Regions from separate parts of the Lactuca sativa genome. Here region 2 is linked to region 1. Evidence: chromatin contacts called from public Hi-C data. All regions are on one chromosome and are shown on one strand. The core of a region is the stretch at or near the end of the contact, and the rest is flanking DNA. Distances in the headings are between cores, read along the strand shown. Region 1 holds the start of LOC111913884 (FAM10 family protein At4g22670). Region 2 holds the start of LOC111900980.

Region 1 (4,767 bases), core at 802-3,301:
CTGATCCATTAATCTATCCAATCCAATTGGATTTTAAAATTTTGCATACAATCCAATATAATTGTAATTGGATATCCAATCCAATTGGTTAGCTAATAATTGGATTGATTAATTTTTGCACACTCCTAATCTTGGGTAGATTTAATTTGGATCTTTAGATTTTTAGAATTGATAGTTTCTAACATTGTGAAGAGGTTTATGCTATAGAAAATATATGTTTGATATAATCGATTTCAACCGTGTTGTTTTGGAATCTCATACGTAACCTTAAAGTTAATTATTTGTTATTTGGAAGTGTTTGGTGTGTAGCGTTAATAATCTAATAGTGACATGAGTCCACAAGATATGAAGATCATTGTTGGTTGGGACCTGGAGACATTTGAGGCCATGCTTATGGATAGCTTGGACCAAGCTATTCATTGTCTTATTTGTAAACTCGTTTTCAATTTGACATTAATTGTGAAATCATGCAAAACATGTCCAATTTGAATATAACATTATTATATTATATGATTAAACATATTAATCATGAAAACCATGAAAACCACATTCAACATATTAATCATAATCACGAAAACCATGAAATCTTGCAAAAACATGTTCAATTTAAAAAATAACATTATATTATGATTAAACATATTAATCATGAAAACCACATTCAAAAATCATAAAGTTTAAACATTCCAACAAAAATTCAAAATGTCTAAACTCTAAACAAAAGCCACAAGTGATGTACAATCAAGCATTATAAACAACAGAAAAATATAAGTACTAAATCCAAGGCTAAATAAATAAACTAAAACATGTATCTAATCACAAGTCAATCATACATCACTAATCATAAATAACACTAACACGTCTGCTTAAGACAAACATCATATTAATATGTTATGTTGGAAAGTATGATGAGACACACATGACATACTCATATAAAATCACATATATACCCGACTTAGTGCAACTACGAAACCCAACCAAATGCCTCCTACACCTTGTACATACCTATTCTCACCTTAATCAATGTCAATGTTGTAAAACTCGCCGAGTTAGCCGATTACTCATCCGAGTACTCCTTGATTAGCCCCTTACTGAACTAAGTAGTGTTGTAAAATGCAGTCAACTTGGTGATTAATATGTATAATATACTCAATGATTTATTATTTAACACACACATATGATTATTACTATATATATATATATATATATATATATATATATATATATCTTAAATTTTCACTAATTATTCATGAAGCGAGACCATTATGTGTTTTTTAGCTTTTATGTATTCACATGTATCTAATTTTGTTATATATTTCAATCGACTTTATGATTTTAACATATATAATTTCTCTAAAAATATTTCTACATGAATTACTCAATCCGAGTACACCCGGGTACTCGCTACTCGGTAGTCGGCCAAATAGGTACCAAGTAACGAGTTCTACAACCTTGATTAATGCAATTGTGAAACCCCTAAGTTTGATGGACCAATCTCTCGTTTTGCCGCCAATGAATGGTTAGAACGTGGAATGAACGAGGTCTTAGGTTTAAAATTGTACATAGACAAAATTACAAAAATGGTCTCTGTGGTTTGCCAAAAGTAACAAAGTTAGTCCCTGCTAATTTTTTGATACAAATGACCCTTGTGGTTTTCAAAACTTACACAGATGACCCTTTTTACTAACACCGTTAGTATTCAGAGGACATTTTCGTCTTTTCAAGTGTAAAAGAGATTGGATTCGCAACTTTGATTAAACCACATGGACCATTTTTGTAATCCGTCTTAAAATGATAAGAGTGATAGAAAACAAGGGAAGGAGGATTCGAACTTGAGATCTTCTATCCCTCTCATTTTTGAACCAAAACTCTTAGGGCAAGGTTTACCTTTTTTACCTTCTCGATAAACCTTCTACAAAGTTTATATTTTTGAACAAAAACATTATAAGTCAGAAATCAAAAGCAAATAATGAATATTGCGCAATAGTCGAAGGACCTTTTTTACAATATACTTTAAAATAGTTGTAAATGGAAGCTCCTAGAATCATCTTTGTGACTCAAGTCTGAAGTCACCTACAGTCAATCGCCCAGCTAACCAAAACCGCCCCCAAAACTCTACACAAATTGTAAAACCCTTAGTTTCCATTTTTCCGGCAAATCTACAACGGCGATGGACGCCGCTAAACTAGAGCAACTAAAGATATTTATCAGTCGGTGCAAGGCCGATCCCTCCATTCTCAGCGATCCTTCACTCTCCTTCTTCCGCGACTATCTTGAAAGGTAAATGCATTCATACAATATGCGGTTTTGTCGCACGTCCTTTTTGATTGATTATAGATTTATACTAATTCGTATGAAACATGTTTGGTTTTTGATTTCAGCCTCGGAGCTAAACTTCCGTCATCTGCTTACAAGAGTGAATCGCAATCGGTACCTCTTTTTTCCTGATTTATTTACTGTTTACAGTTGTTGATGATGAATATGAATGATCGGAGCATTTTTGGGGTAAAAGCTGTATAATGGAGTAAACGCCGTTGTTAGCAATACTAATCCAAATTAGATGTATGAGTGACCTAATTATTTGTATGCAAATGTATTGATACGCATAAGTCAACTAACTTTCAAGTTCAAAATTGATGTAAATCCATCTGAATCACCAGTTTGACAATGAGAATTTGTATTGATTGGTTATTAAACGATTGAACAACTTTGACCTTGCAGAAACCTTATGTGGTGGAAGAGGAAGAAGATGATTTTGAAGAACCTGAAGAAGAAGAGGATGAGATAATAGAATCCGATATTGAATTTGAAGGTGAGACTGTGGAGCCTGATAATGATCCACCACAAAAGGTATGTCCTTACTTCTGTCATCCATCTTTCTGGTTTGTAATTAGTGATTTTGTATTTTTCTCATAGCTTCCTTTTGTGTCTTTTTGTTTTTTGTTTTTCAATTTTAGATGGGAGATTCTTCAGTAGAGGTTTCTGAAGAAAATCGTGATGCTTCTCAAGAGGCCAAAGCAAAGGGCATGGAAGCAATTTCTGATGGTTTGTTACCCTTTTTCATGTGAAGTTATGCTTGTTACTTTTTAATTGGTGCTAATTGATTGTTGTTAACAGGTAAGCTAGAGGAAGCAATTGAGCACCTCACTGAGGCAATACTGCTCAACCCCACTTCTGCTATTATGTATGCAACAAGAGGTACAACTGAGTTTGAGTTTTGACTAAATTTTTACATATTTGATTATAGTTTCTTGTCTGTGATTTCTTTTAACTTTTTTTCCCTCAATAAAGCTTCTGTTTATATCAAAATGAAGAAACCAAATGCTGCGATTCGAGATGCTGATGCTGCTCTACAGGTAGTTCCTTTTTTCCATATATGTTGACAAGTCAAGTGGTGTCTATTGTTGGTTTATCAATTTCTTTCATATCTCACTTCATTGTAAATTTCTTGATGAATATTTCCAGATAAATCCAGATTCTGCTAAAGGCTATAAATCACGTGGAATTGCACTATCAATGCTCGGTCAATGGGAAAAGGCTGCAAAGGATCTTCATGTAGCTTCAAATATTGATTTTGATGAAGAAATAAGTACCATTCTCAAGAAGGTTAATTGTCAAACATAATTTACTTTTTTTTTCCTAACTGATTTATGCATACTGATTTTATTTTCTGGTAAAATTAGGTTGAACCAAATGCACACAAGATTGTGGAACATCGTAGGAAATATGATAAGCTAAGAAAAGAAAGGGAGGACAGGAAAATAGAACGTGAGAGGCAACGTCGCAGGGCTGAAGCCAAGGTAAATTCTTTCTTTTAATATGATGGAATGGAATCACAAAGGAATGGAATGAACAACATAATGGAATGGAATGAATCATTACATTCCATTGTCGCGTTTGGTTGAAGGAATGGATTGAGTTGTATAAACATGTTGTTTGTTATGTATAGATAGAAAAAACTATGTGAAACTAAATTGATAAATCAACAAAAAAAATGATATTTTGTAAATATGAACTTTAATTAAATAAAAGCATACCGTTAAATAAATTATATATAAGCATATTTTGTTTTGTTTGATATGTTGTATATATTTCAAATGGTTAAAAACAGGCATGTATCATCTAAAAAATTTGTACAAAATAAGTAGATACCATGAAATCTTGAAATAAAATTATATAATAAGAAATATATTTAGTCGTCCGTGTAAAATAAAAACATTTCATGAGGAATGCTTCATTCCATTCCTTTGTTGAAAACAAATAGGATTTTTTTTTCATTCAAACATTCCATTCCCTTTTCTATTACTGATGTCATCACATGTTATGCATAGGCTGCATATGAGAAGGCTAAAAAAGAAGAAAAAGCATCTTCAAGTGAAAGAACCGGAGGAATGCCAGGTGGCTTCCCCGGTGGAATGCCATTCCCAGGTGGCATGCCAGGTGGGTTCCCAGGTGGCATGCCAGGTGGATTCCCTGGTGGCATGCCAGGTGGGTTCCCTGGTGGCATGCCAGGTGGATTCCCTGGTGGTGGAATGCCAGGTGGATTCCCAGGAGGTGGTATGCCAGGTGGGTTCCCTGGTGGCGGTGCAGCAGGAGGTGGAATGCCAGGTGGCGGTGCAGCTGGAGGTGGTATGCCAGGTGGCATTGACTACAGCAAGATCTTAAATGTGAGTCACTTTTAGTTTTACATTTGATGATTACATTTAATTTAAATAAATATATTAAGTAAATATTTGATGTATTGAAATGGGTACACAGGACCCTGAGTTG
Region 2 (4,881 bases), core at 1,606-4,105, 340 kb after region 1:
TATGATTATATATATTTATAAATATATGCCTAATCATAACTGATTATACATATATGTTTGTTCACAGAATGAATAATCATATATGATTATGATGGTTGCTGGCAGAGGCGATGGTGATGGCAGAGGTGGTTGTGGTATAGGTGAAGAAGGTGGAAGTTGTGGGGTTGGTTGGTGGTAGAGGTGTTGGTAGTGGTGGTGGGTAAACTAGCAAGGAATCAACATCAATGAATAATTATTTATGATTATAACTCTCCCGCCGCGCCAGTATGCGGAGTGTTAGAGCAGCAAATGAGAAATGTGGTTCAGTTCATAATACTCTAACTGTATCTATAAGCCTTTAGTGTTGGTTAAGTTCAAAATTTTGGACTGAAATAATTTAAAACATTTTACAACATTTATAACTCATGAAAAAACCAAACTGATTTGAGTTTTAAAACCGAAAAAACAATTTTCACTATCTTGGTTTGGTTTTAGCCAAAAACTTACCCAAACTGACCCATGTTCATCCCTATGATACAGTCTTTTTCGGTCCAAGACCTATTCAGTCCTCGACTTGTTTTCAAGACCGATTTAGAATCAGTGTTTTTGCTTATGTCTCCTCTAACCTCACCGAACCGATTAAAAACCAATCTAAATCCATTTTAAAACGGGATAATGACTTAAAAGGGTAATATACTTTTCAATCTGTACACATTTGGTCACTATGTTTTTTTTTTCATACACGTTTGTCCTTTCAACTTTATTGATTGTACACATTCAGTTCTTATGACTGGCTACTCCAGGTAAAATGGAAAAAATAACTTAATATGGTAATATATTTCTCAGTTTTTACACATTTAGTCCTTATTATATTTTTGTACATTTAATCCTTAATATTTTTGCAATGCCCACAAGTTAGGGCTAGATGATTCAAATTGATGTTAATATATTGCGTACATGTTTTATGAGCAAATATTATTGACTTATAACATTTGTATAAAAATATATCGTTAATTTAACGAATTATGATAAATAAACATCTAAAAATAAAAGATTGTTTAGGATAAATAGTCTTGCTAAAATTTGTAGTAGTAGTAATATACTAGATATAAGGAACGTTTAAATCTGACTTCGCATGAAGAAATTACGATTCTTCAAAGTTTCACATGCAACCCTATACGGGAAAGTGCGATATAAAAATTGGATTGGAGATAGGTTGCTTATTAGCCTAAGTAATCTAAACGAAAGTCGTAGTAATCGTGAAAATAAAAGCGTGCATATAAAGAACGCATAAATGTGACTTCGTATGAGAAAGTTATGATTTTTCGAAGTTTCGATACATTAGTGTGCAACACAGAAATCGAAATTTAAATCAGTTGAGTGTTATCCAAAACAATGTAAACGAAAGTTGAAGATCTCGTGTATACGAATCGACCAATATAATTAACACTTGGGTTCCCATCTATATCCAATAATATATACTTGGGGTAAAATGACCATTTTACACATGACCTAATGTGATCCGAGACTAAGGCCCAAATCCACAATCTAAAACGCCTAAAACCAAATAATCATTCATGGCCAATTTATGGCACAATTTTCCAAATTGGGCCCAAACCCCTTATATGGGCCTAATCCAAAAGCCCAATAATTTTCCTTAGTACAAAAGCTTGATGTTAGATGGCCCATTAAGGCCCAAATCAACAGGGTCCAAAGAAGTAACCCAACTAAGGCCCAAAAGATGTGAAGCCCAATAGACTAAGTACATGGGGCGTACTCAGCTGTACGCTAAGTGTACATGCAACCTAGGTTGCACGTCGTGCGTATAGACTTGTATGCCCAACATACGAAGCCATTAAACCAAAAATCAGTCTTAAGCTCTTAATGCTTAAGACCAAAAGCCTAAAACACAGATCTAAGCCCTAAAAGACATCTAGAAGCATAAAGTCACTGACTTGGTGACTTTACATGCCCCAAAAGATCCCAAAATCAAGATATAACATTGTACTTTCACAAAAATGGCATAAACTCATGCATGGATGGATCTAACCCTTAAAGGTGACAACTTTATGCATCTAGAACCTCAGAAACACCAAGAGTGGCAACTCAAAGCTCATAGATTGGTATCAAACCACTAGATCTCATTTATGGCCAAAAATGGACAAATACTCAAACATAAGAGATCTAAACCATCATTGATCAAGTTCATAGCCTTTTACGTAAAATAAGCTAGAAATAAAGCAAAATGTCGAGATCCACAAGCTCCTCCTTGATCCACCACCTTACACCAAACTTCTACTTCTTGAATATGGATCAAAACACACCAAAATGGACACTATAAGCTCAAAAAGCAAGAGGGAGGCTTAGGGTTTCGAGTATAGGGCTAGGAGGACATAAATGATTTTATATAGTGTCTACACTTGAAAATTAAGGTTTTCATTAAGCCAAGCGTACGCACCCGAAACCTTGTCCAAGTCTTCGCATGAGTACGCTAAGTGTACCATTTGGTACGCCCCGCGTACTCGCTTTACAGCTTGTACGCTAAGTGTACCTTGTGGTACGCCCCGCGTATAACTCAAGGACTAAAACGCACAAATAAATTCAACAAGGACAAAAGAGAAATTTACCAGGATTCAAGTGTTACAATTACCATATTAAGTCATTTTTTCGGTTTAACTAGAGTAGTTGGTTATAAGGACTGAATATGTACACCTAAACACATTAAAGAAACAAATATGAAAAAAAAAACTCAACAACCAAATATATACAAATCTAAAAATATATTATCATTATATTTTTTATCCTTGTAAAAGCCATTGGCAGTTGTGGTTGTTGGCCTTTTGGGTCATCGCTCAAGGCCCAATCTTGAGAATAGCCCAATATTCTGCACATCGTAGGAGCGAGATCAAAGAGACGCATCATTAGCTTAAGCAGGCGGAGGAGCGACGCCGAAGAGAAATTGGGGAAACAAAATCTTTACGACTAAAATCAGAAACGAAATCGTCCATATCGAAGCAGCGTTCCAAACCCAAGCCATAGGCGGGAAATTTTTTAGTACTACAGGTACATATTAGCTCTTAAACAGTTGAACCGCATTCAAGTTCCCCATTCCTCGGTTTAATCAGGTAAATCATTTCTCAAGAGTATCTAAATTTCGTGATTTGTGTCGATTGCATCTCTGTTTACATTCTACCGGTACTCGGCACCGATTTTGCTCTTCTTATTTGCGTAATTAGGTTATCTAGGGTTTCGTTTGAATTTAGTATTTTGGTCATACGAACTAATGAAACTGACTGATCTTTATAATACTGTAATTCGTCAATCCGTTTGTGTTTTGGTTCCTGACTGATTATGTTGAAGGTGTTTGATCCCCTTCCATGGTATTGAATTTGTTCAGGGATTATTGTAATCACGATTTTATTTAGTCAACAGATTTTCAGCAATTGCATTATGATTTTGTGTTTGATTCGTTTCAAAATGTTATCGAACATGATTATCTTCAAACTGAATATCTACAAACTGTTATGGTGTGATTACTGATTATTGATATGTATGATATGATCTAAGCTTTAAGTCTACAGAAACCATTGAACAATAAGGCTAGTTAGTTCCCATTTGCATTAGGTGTAAACCAATGACAACTGGTTATTTTTACAGGATCAAAAGCCATGGATGATGCATTTACCATTCAAATAAGTGGAAACTTAGTCAAACAGCTAGCAGACAACACCAACAAGGTAAAGAAAAAAACAAGAAAACCAAAACCCAAAACTCCCCAACAACACCCAATCCCTCCACCACCCCCACCACCACCACCACCAACTGCCGCCACATGGCCGCCAATGTACCTCCCAATTCCACCACCTTCACCACCTGAAGTGAATGCCATTCGTTCTGTTCTTGAAGACAGTGAGAGGGTTTTGGAAAAACTACAAAAGCAAGAAGATGCAATGTTGTTTGAAGTGACACAAAAGGCAAAAGAGCTTCATGAAAAAGAGTTTAAGCTTCCGGAAGCAAAACCTATGCCATGTTTGACCGATTTGACCGCTTGTTTGGATTGCTATAAAGAAAATGTCAAAGACCCGTTGAAATGCAGTACCCTTGTCAAGAATTTTGCAGATTGTGCTCGCACTATAAGGCAACAGATTCGTGAATTAAAGTAATAAAAACTTTTTACATGTTTTTGACTTGAGATAATAACTTAAAATTGTTGAATCAATTGAACAAATATTTGTGTTTTTGTATGGAATGTTTTTGGAGACTGGAGTTTTGTACTCTTATTAAAAGCATGGAATTATTGCTTCATATATTGATTGTGAACCACATTAAAGAATTTTACATTTTTGTCAAGTTTATTATGAAGCTGAAATAATTTAAATGTTGATGAAATATTAGATGAGATAATAGTTGAAAGCATTTTAGAATTGTTGCAAATATTATTGCATCTTGTTTTTAACAATCATGAGAAGTGTTATTCCAATAATTTCATCAAGTTGACAAGGTTTTCATAAATAATAAATGGTCTTCAAAGTTGACATTGAGACATTCTTTGACTTTCTCAATTGGCTTATCTTTACGTTATGAGATACGTGATAAATGGAGTTTTGGGGCAAATTTCTATATATTCCGTCGATCAGATGCAATACATTAAATAGGATAACTACCACTGCTTGCTAAACTTAAGGAAGAAGATAACAATGAAATGGAATTAACTGTTATGTGGGACTAAATAAAAGGAACTCATGGAGAAAATCATGCATGCACTTGAAATTGTTATAGAGACTCAATGTATTGTCATTATCGACATCAAATGATACCCTTTCCGTTGAGACTCTCAAAAGGTAATGTATTGTACTATCGTTTGAATCAGATTTTACTAGATAAATGTCCAATAATTTGTAA

Evidence for each region. Hi-C and Micro-C count contacts between places; a contact is called where the count stands out from the background.
Region 2: a contact with region 1 is called in a Hi-C map of seed, with 4 times the contacts expected there. The contact joins the promoter of LOC111900980 here to the promoter of LOC111913884 in region 1. A contact is called at or near these places in 2 of 4 Hi-C or Micro-C datasets (leaf and seed).

The regions. Positions count from the first base shown.
Region 1 is chr6:6,833,505-6,838,271 of Lsat_Salinas_v11, forward strand. LOC111913884 (FAM10 family protein At4g22670) reads left to right here and starts at 2,052. Exons shown (of 11, transcript XM_023909597.3): 1 at 2,052-2,277; 2 at 2,379-2,427; 3 at 2,719-2,847; 4 at 2,955-3,042; 5 at 3,115-3,195; 6 at 3,289-3,353; 7 at 3,463-3,603; 8 at 3,681-3,797; 9 at 4,329-4,664; 10 at 4,756-4,767. The coding sequence starts at 2,168.
Region 2 is chr6:7,169,460-7,174,340 of Lsat_Salinas_v11, forward strand. It overlaps LOC111900980, which reads left to right and starts at 2,856. Exons shown (of 2, transcript XM_023896848.3): 1 at 2,856-3,042; 2 at 3,637-4,312. The coding sequence starts at 3,648. The coding sequence ends at 4,142.